2 separate regions of the Mus musculus genome follow, and region 1 is linked to region 2. Evidence: chromatin contacts called from public promoter capture Hi-C data. All regions are on one chromosome and are shown on one strand. Each heading gives the region's core, a stretch centred on a gene start, on an enhancer-like site or on the middle of the called end of the contact. The rest is flanking DNA. Distances are from core to core; before and after follow the strand shown. Region 1 holds the start of Actr6 (ARP6 actin-related protein 6). Region 2 holds the start of Hsp90b1 (heat shock protein 90, beta (Grp94), member 1).

Evidence for each region. Capture Hi-C pulls out chosen DNA fragments and counts their contacts.
Region 1: a contact with region 2 is called in a promoter capture Hi-C map of adipose tissue. The contact joins the promoter of Actr6 here to the promoter of Hsp90b1 in region 2. A contact is called at or near these places in 1 of 39 promoter capture datasets (pre-B cells) and 1 of 9 other capture datasets (adipose tissue).

What each region holds. Positions count from the first base shown.
Region 1 is chr10:89,730,749-89,734,514 of GRCm38.p6, reverse strand. It overlaps Actr6 (ARP6 actin-related protein 6), which reads left to right and starts at 2,220. Exons shown (of 11, transcript NM_025914.3): 1 at 2,220-2,341. The coding sequence starts at 2,274.
Region 2 is chr10:86,704,151-86,707,982 of GRCm38.p6, reverse strand. Hsp90b1 (heat shock protein 90, beta (Grp94), member 1) reads left to right here and starts at 2,539. Exons shown (of 18, transcript NM_011631.1): 1 at 2,539-2,676; 2 at 3,587-3,689. The coding sequence starts at 2,628. Ttc41 (tetratricopeptide repeat domain 41) reads right to left here and starts at 2,172. Exons shown (of 16, transcript NM_001003910.2): 1 at 1,966-2,172.

The sequences.
Region 1 (3,766 bases), core at 971-3,470, 3.0 Mb before region 2:
TACCACCTTACTAACTGAATTGGATAAAATAGAGTGTTGATGTTGGTCAGAATTAACCTTAGACATTCAGAAAGGTTTTCATTTTATTTCTAGTGCTAGAGATCAGAACCCAGACCCCTTGAAAACGTTGAGAGAGCAATTCCACCACTGAGCTTCGTCCCCACGCCCTCATTTACTTCTTTTATTTGTTTGTTTGTTTGTTTGGTGTCAAGACAGAATTTCTCTGTGTAGCCCTGGCTGTCTTGGAACTAGCTCTTTAGACCAGGCTGGCCTCGAACTCAGAGATCCAGCTGCTCCATCCTCTTCCCCACCAGTGCTGGGATTAAAGGTGTGCACCAGTACTGCCTGACCCTAATTAACTTTTTAATATATATCAGTAGAGATTATCAATAGAATACTCTGCCTGATTTGAAGGAGTTTGATGGTTAGGCAGGTTGACAGAAGGTGCATGAAGCCCTGGGGTTTTGTCCTCAGTACCAGACAATCCAGGCAAGGTTGCGCAGGCCTGTAATTCCAGAACTCCTGCAGGCGGAGACAGGAGGATCCCAAGTTCAAGAGCGCCCTTCTATATAGTAAATTTGAAGCCAGCCTGGGCTATGTTAAACCCTATCTCAAAATAAATATTAAGCAAACTAAAAAAAATGATAACAGTATCTATTGACAGGTAGGTGCTTGACTTCTAACACTAATATTAAACCATTCTATAACATAGTGAGAGTCATATTAGTTTATTTTATAATTTAGATAACCCAAGGGTCATTAAGTTGCTTAAACATTTTTTTCTTTTTTCTTTTTTTTTCTTTTTTCTTTTTTTTTTTTTTTTTTTTTTTTTTGAGACAGGGTTTCTCTGTATAGCCCTGGCTGTCCTGGAACTCACTTGTAGACCAGGCTGGCCTTGAACTCAGAAATCTGCCTGCCTCTGCCTCCCAAGTGCTGGGATTAAAGATGTCCGCCACCACCGCCCGGCTTAGTTTAAACATTTTTTTTAAGATTTATTTATTATTATACATAAGTACACTGTAGCTGACTTCAGATGCACCAGAAGAGGGTATCAGATCTCATTACAGGTGATTGTGAGCCACTATGTGGTTGCTGGGATTTGAACTCAGGACCTTCGGACGAGCAGTCAGTGCTCTTATCCTCTGAGCCGTCTCTCCAGCCCGCTTATATGTTTTTAATGTCATAGTCACAGTTTAAAATTAGAAGGCCACACTCTCATCTCTTTATCTCCTGGAGTTTTAAACACTAGTTAATACGTGTAAAGAAAGTGAAACAGCTTACTCTCTCTTTTTTTTTTTTTTTTTTGTTTTGGTTTTGGTTTTTTTGAGACAGGGTTTCTCTGTGTAGCTAACTTACTCTTAAGCATGGCTGTGTATTCATTTATATCAGATTCATTACCCGAGATTATTTTGTAGCAGAGTCTACATTCCAATCAAAACATTTTGAGAGAGACTCTCTGTATCGTGTATGTCTGGCTGTCCTACGTAAACCAGGCTGGTTTTGAACACCCAGAGAGCCACCTCCCTCTGTCTCCCGAGTGCTGGGATTAAAGGCGTGTACCATTACGCTCAACTCCAAAACTTTTTCTTAACATTATGAAACACAAGCTCTCCGTTGTACAGAAACACCCAGGAACGATATCTAATTCCAGGAGTCAGAGCAGACAAGGAACATGTCAGATGTCAAGAAGTCCTTTGTAGATAGGATACATAAATAAGTAGCGGAGAACAAGCAGGGGGATTCGTTGGGGAATGTGCAAATAAGTTAAAGCACAACGCAGATAACAACACAGCCCATACATAATTTATTGTGACCAAATTCTATAACCTGATGACGAGTGCCAAGAAATGAAGGTGAGGCTGAAGAGACTTCGTATCCAGTTCCACGATGCGTATGGTTTCATACTCAATTCTTCAAGGCTCGGAGTGTCTTAACAACTCTAATCAGATACACGCACACGCAGCCCACCAAAGGGCTCACAAAAAGCTTCCACTCGCCAATGTGCGCAGTAAAGAAAATCAAAAGAAATAAAGTACTTAGCAGTTTCTACTACGGAATGTCGCTGCCACCGAAAATCGATGCATTTGAAAACTGGATACAAGCACAGGAAGGGCTGCTCCGCTGCTCGACTTCTGGCGTACTCCGTTGTCAGGGTAACCGGAAGTTTACGCCACGGCCACGCCCCCATCGACCATAGAGTACCGGAAGAAGCCTGAGCAGAGGAGATTCAAACAGTGGGAAAGCGACTCCGCTGCAGCGTGGTGCGTGCCGAAATGACGACCCTAGTTCTGGATAATGGAGCTTACAACGCCAAAATCGGTTACAGCCATGACAGTGTCTCGTAAGTGGTCGTCGTTCCCGAGGGACAGGACACGTACGCCTTTTAACTTGACAGACTATGCTTTCCGATTTGCGTGATCCACAGACGCCATCGCGCGCCTCCAGCCTCAGTCGGGGGATGCTCAGTTTCGAGCTGGGTTCGTTGGTTGGTTTGATGCTTTGAACTGAAATTGACTTTGATTTTTTGTTTGAGGCCGCGGGGCTGCGGAAGTGAATGTATGTTCCGTTTGGTAACGGGAAATAGGCTTCTCGAGATTGACTGAGGAGACTAAAGTTTATGAAATTTCAGAAATAGTGGGCAACGTTTCGCCTTTAGGGGAACACGATTATAGGTTTTCATCGGATCCTCAAAAGGTTCAATGCCCCCCAACCTCCCAAATAGTAAAACCCACTTCATTAGAGTCCAGGGAGTTTGAAGGCATTGGGGAACCAAGTTGAATAACCTGGTTGGTAAAGTCAGGAACGCTACGGTGGCATCTTAAGATGTGTTTTATAAAATGTATGTTTGAATAAATAGTAGACTTTCACAGTGCTAGAACTGAAATCTAGGACTTTGCGTAGGTAATTAGTACCTTCCCACAGAGCTACACCCCCTGCTGCCTTGCAGCACAGCGTGTAATCCAGGATGACCTTGAATTTAAGATCCTCCTGCCTCCACCTCCTGGTTGCTAGGATTACAGCTGAGGGCCACTACTTCAGAACTCAGTGGGCATTTGACTGAATTTTTTTTTTTTAATGCTATGTTGAACTCTTGCACGGTGGACAAGCACAACATTACTTCTTAGCCCAGCCCATATGACCAGATTCTCATATGACCAGATTCTCACAGCTTTAGTGGTGATGGAAGCCATTTATATATAAGGCTTCCACATAAGTTTTTTTTTTCCTCATTAAGAACTAGGTACATGGGGCTGGAGAAATGGCTAACCCGCTCATTCTGCTCTTCTAGAGGGCCTACGTTCAATTCCCAGCACCTACATGGCCGCTAACAACTGTCTGTAACTCCTCTCTTTCTCTCTCTCTCTCTCTCCCTCTCTCTCTCTCTCTCTCTCTCTCTCTCTCTCTCCCTCTCTCTCTCTCTCTCACATACACACACACACACACACACGGTGCACAGACATACACGCAGGAAAAATACCTGTGCACATAAATACATAAATAAACAGATGCATGTAAATACATATAGAACCAGATTTTCTGTTTTGTTTTTAATGTGCTGGAGAATGAATTATGGGCCTAGGACATGTTAGGAAAGTGCTGTGCTACTGAACTATATAGCCTCCAAGCCCCTGTGGTTCTTTATTGAGATAAGGTCTTACGCAGTGGCCCAGCTGGGCATTGTGTATCCTAAACTGGCCTCAAACTCATGAGAGTCCTCCTGTCTCAGCCTCCTGAGTGCTGGAATTGTAAGCATAACCCATCATTC
Region 2 (3,832 bases), core at 1,290-3,789:
GCTCTTGCAGATAATCAGGGGTCAGTTCCCAGCACCCACAGGGTAGCTCACTAGGAAGCAAGAGAATCAGATTCAAAGGTGGGGAGCTTAATAACCCTATGGAGGATCAGTGCTGAGGGAAAGACAGAGCAGACTGACCCTAGAGATCAGTGACTGGTCAAAGTCTGAAGAAGGGAACACGGGAAAACACTAGGAATTCAAGAAACATGTGTGTGTGTGTGTGTGTGTGTGTGTGTGTTCCTCTATCCTCTTAGTGAACCTGGAGTTTGTCATCTTGGCTATGCTGTCTGGCCAGGGAGCCATATCTGTCTCTAGCAAAACCACCCTACCCCCAGCATGGGTTAGACCAGTATCTAATGTTATGTGAGTGCTGAAAACCCTAATTCCGGTCATAGTTCAAGTGGGGCAATCATTTTATCCACTAAGCCATCTCTCCTCAGCTGAAAGCCATGTATTTTCCAGGGAGCTTGGCCAGCAAGTCAGATAAGGACTGACCATCTTCTGCCAGTCTGGAAGTAGATTCTCTCTCTCTGATTCTCTCTCTCTCTCCTTTCTATCTGGGGACCATCATCTGCAGAAACTTCTACCCCCCCCCCCCAAAAAAAAAAAAAAAAAAAAGAACAAAACCAAAAACCCACCAGCTTTATTTTGGAGGACAAATCTCATTCTCAGTTCCTCCCAGGTGCAGCCCGATCTACCTCCCACTGGCCAGTTAAGATGCAGTCACAGTTTCACAATACTTGCTTACTTGCTCGATAAAAAAAAAAAAGAAAGGAAGAAAGAAAGAAAGAAAGAAAGAAAGAGAGTAAGAAAGAAAGAAAGTGGATGATGGGCTGTCATACGCAGAAATGGCCATCTTTTTCCAAAAGCACAAATAAATAAGATCCTGGTATGCTCTAAACAACAAACACAAGCACAGAGGCATAAGGCCTTCGTCTTACATTTCTGTATGCTTTGGCAAATGTAGGTAAATCAGACAGATGTAAATAAGCCATCACCACATTATGTAAACACCAAACCACAGATTCAAGTTCTACAAGTCTAAATTCTTGAAGTTGTCAAAGGGACTATGACATTGTCACTGAAAAGCTTGCCTTCGGGAACCTGGATTGCCTAAAAAAAAAAAACAACTCGAATTTTCTTGGAGAAAGCGGTGATGGAATGGATGTGTTAGAGGCAGGCAAGCGTGCTGGTGGAAAATTGGTTAAAATGAGGCTAAAGAGCTTAGAAAACATTTCGGAACGTACAAGCTGGCCTTAGGGACTTCCCTCACCAGAAAGAGCCTCTTTTGCTATCTTTCGGAAGGCGGAAAGGTGTTTCTATGAAGTTACAAAGCCACAATCCAGGCTGTTTTGCAAGCTCTGCGGCTTTTGCTTTCAAGTATCTGCATAAGTTCTTTCCTGTTCTATGCTAGCCTGGACTTCACCACCGCGCTCTCTGGCTGATTCACAAAAGAGGCTCTAGATTGCCCAGTCATTCTTTGATATTTATGGGGATGTCAAAGGAACTTGGGTCCTTGTTTCCTTCGGGGTTGGAGAGCCCCTGCCACCCTCTACTGCAAACCAAACCAGAGAGGACAGGAAATGCGAGCAGCGCAACGCCAAGTGTAACTGAAGGCTCTAGGGACCCTGAGTGACGCGCAAGAAAGCGGACGTGGAAACCCGGGTGCTACCACCAGCCCAGAATCCAGGGCTGACCCTCTGACACGGTGAGACTAGGGCTACGCGGGGCTGCTTTTCAGGTCCGCCTCTGAAAACTGTGTGCATTAGAGTCCTAGAACAAGCACAGATCTATTCTGCAATCTGAATGAGGTGGAAATCCTATAATCACTCAGAGACATTTCCCGCGGACACAAGATTGGAGTAAGCAAGGGCCAAGCTACGCAACTGGCTTAGATGCCAGAGACTACAATTCCCAGCATTCATGAGATTAGTGCGTTGCATGCCGGAAACTGTAGTTTCTCACCACCATCCAAACGCATTCCGGATATTCAACCCCTCACAAATTTCTCTTTTGCGAAAAGAAACGCCCAAAAGAAAGGTGACGGCGAACGTAGCGCTGAAAGGACTCGTAACGTGACCCGCGTCGTAGACGAGAAAAGGGTAAAGGACGCATTGTCTTGGCTACCGTTTCCCCTAGTCACGGACTAAACGTTCGCTAGAAGCCGGAAGTGGTTCCCCGGGACCTCTAGGAATGGACAGACGTGCTATGCGCCTACGTTCATTGGACGGTTTTCCTCAGGGACCAAGGCTTCCCAGGCCAAAGGGTGGCCCGGTGTGTGAGGGCCCGCGGAGCCATCTGATTGGAGGAAAGCCGCTGGACAAGCCCAATCGCAAGGAGCCACGCTTCGGGCATCGGGCACCGCACCTGGACAGTTCCGATTGGCGGGCTGCGGTCCCCCCCCATGCGTCTCCATTGGGTGCAGAGAGTGCGTGGTGAGGCACGATTGGTGAGTTCGTGTTTCCCGTCCCCCGCCCGCAAGCAGTGGGGTGAAAAGCGGCCCGACCTGCGCGCGGCTTAGTGGGCGGACCGCGCTGCTGGAGGTGTGAGGAGCTTAGACTCGGGATTGGGGGGGTGGAGGCGGCTCCTGAGACCGAAAAGGACTTGCGACTCGCCGGCCACGCACCATGAGGGTCCTGTGGGTGTTGGGCCTCTGCTGTGTCCTGCTGACCTTCGGTGAGTGACCGGGCGGCAGTGGGCGCCCTCCCCTTCCTGTGTGGCCGCTTCTCGAACGTTCTTGGGGCGTTGAACCTGGGTTGGGGACGCCGGGTGGCCTACAGGGGTTTCAGGGACCATCTCGTTCCCTCGAAGGAGACTTGGGTGATGATGCTTTCCCTGAGGCCTCTGGGAAAAGGCGACTTGGAGACCGGGCATTTAAATAAATACCCTGCGGATGGTGCTAGAGCGCTCCCCGAAGTCTCGCTGACGGGGCGCGGTCTCTCGGACTCTACTCCCGGGGGAAGCCTTCCTGGAACCCCTCCCTAAGGACTTTTGTGATCAGGTCCGACCTTTGGCCACCAGAGCCTGAGGACCCCCAGCCCCTGCCCTCTACTCCCGGAGCGCGTTTCTGTTTTCTAACGCCCGACTCGCGAGCGTGGGCCCTCGGGCCAGCGTCGTGGCGGTGGCCCAATATCTGATTCCGATGTGCTTCAAGAGCTGTCCTTGACATGTCTTCCCCTTTGGGCCGGATTTCAGTTCCCCTCAACAGAAGTTGCACAAACCCTGTTTGCATTCTGACCTGTGATAACTAAGTGAGGCCCAAGTTTTGGCTTGGCCAGTGTAGAGACCTCCTCTCAGCTGTGCGCAACACGTGTGGGTGTAGACGGGGGCCTCTCTCACTGCCTAGGATAGACACACGTGATGGCTGCCTGGCCTTCCAGAGTCAACGGGGGTCTTGAGCATTCATATTTAAACTTTAGCGTGCAAACTTACCTTGACATTGGTTATTGACGTCAGTACATAATTCTTCCATCTCAACAGCTTGTATTTACTTACTGAATTGTGTTAACTCTTGCCCCCGTTGATATGGCTTTTTATGCGAAGGAGAGGAAGCAATAGTGTGGAGAGTTGTAACCTTTCTCCCCAGGGTTCGTCAGAGCTGATGATGAAGTCGACGTGGATGGCACAGTGGAAGAGGACCTGGGTAAAAGCCGAGAAGGCTCAAGGACAGATGATGAAGTTGTGCAGAGGTCGGTGCATTTGAAGCTATGTTGATAAGCTCTGCAAGTTAGTGGGGCAGAGTGGCTGTTGGTGTTTCTCCATTCAGATTACAAGGTCCAGTGCCCAAAATGTTGCTAATGATACAAAATAACCAGAGAAGATCTTAGGAGTG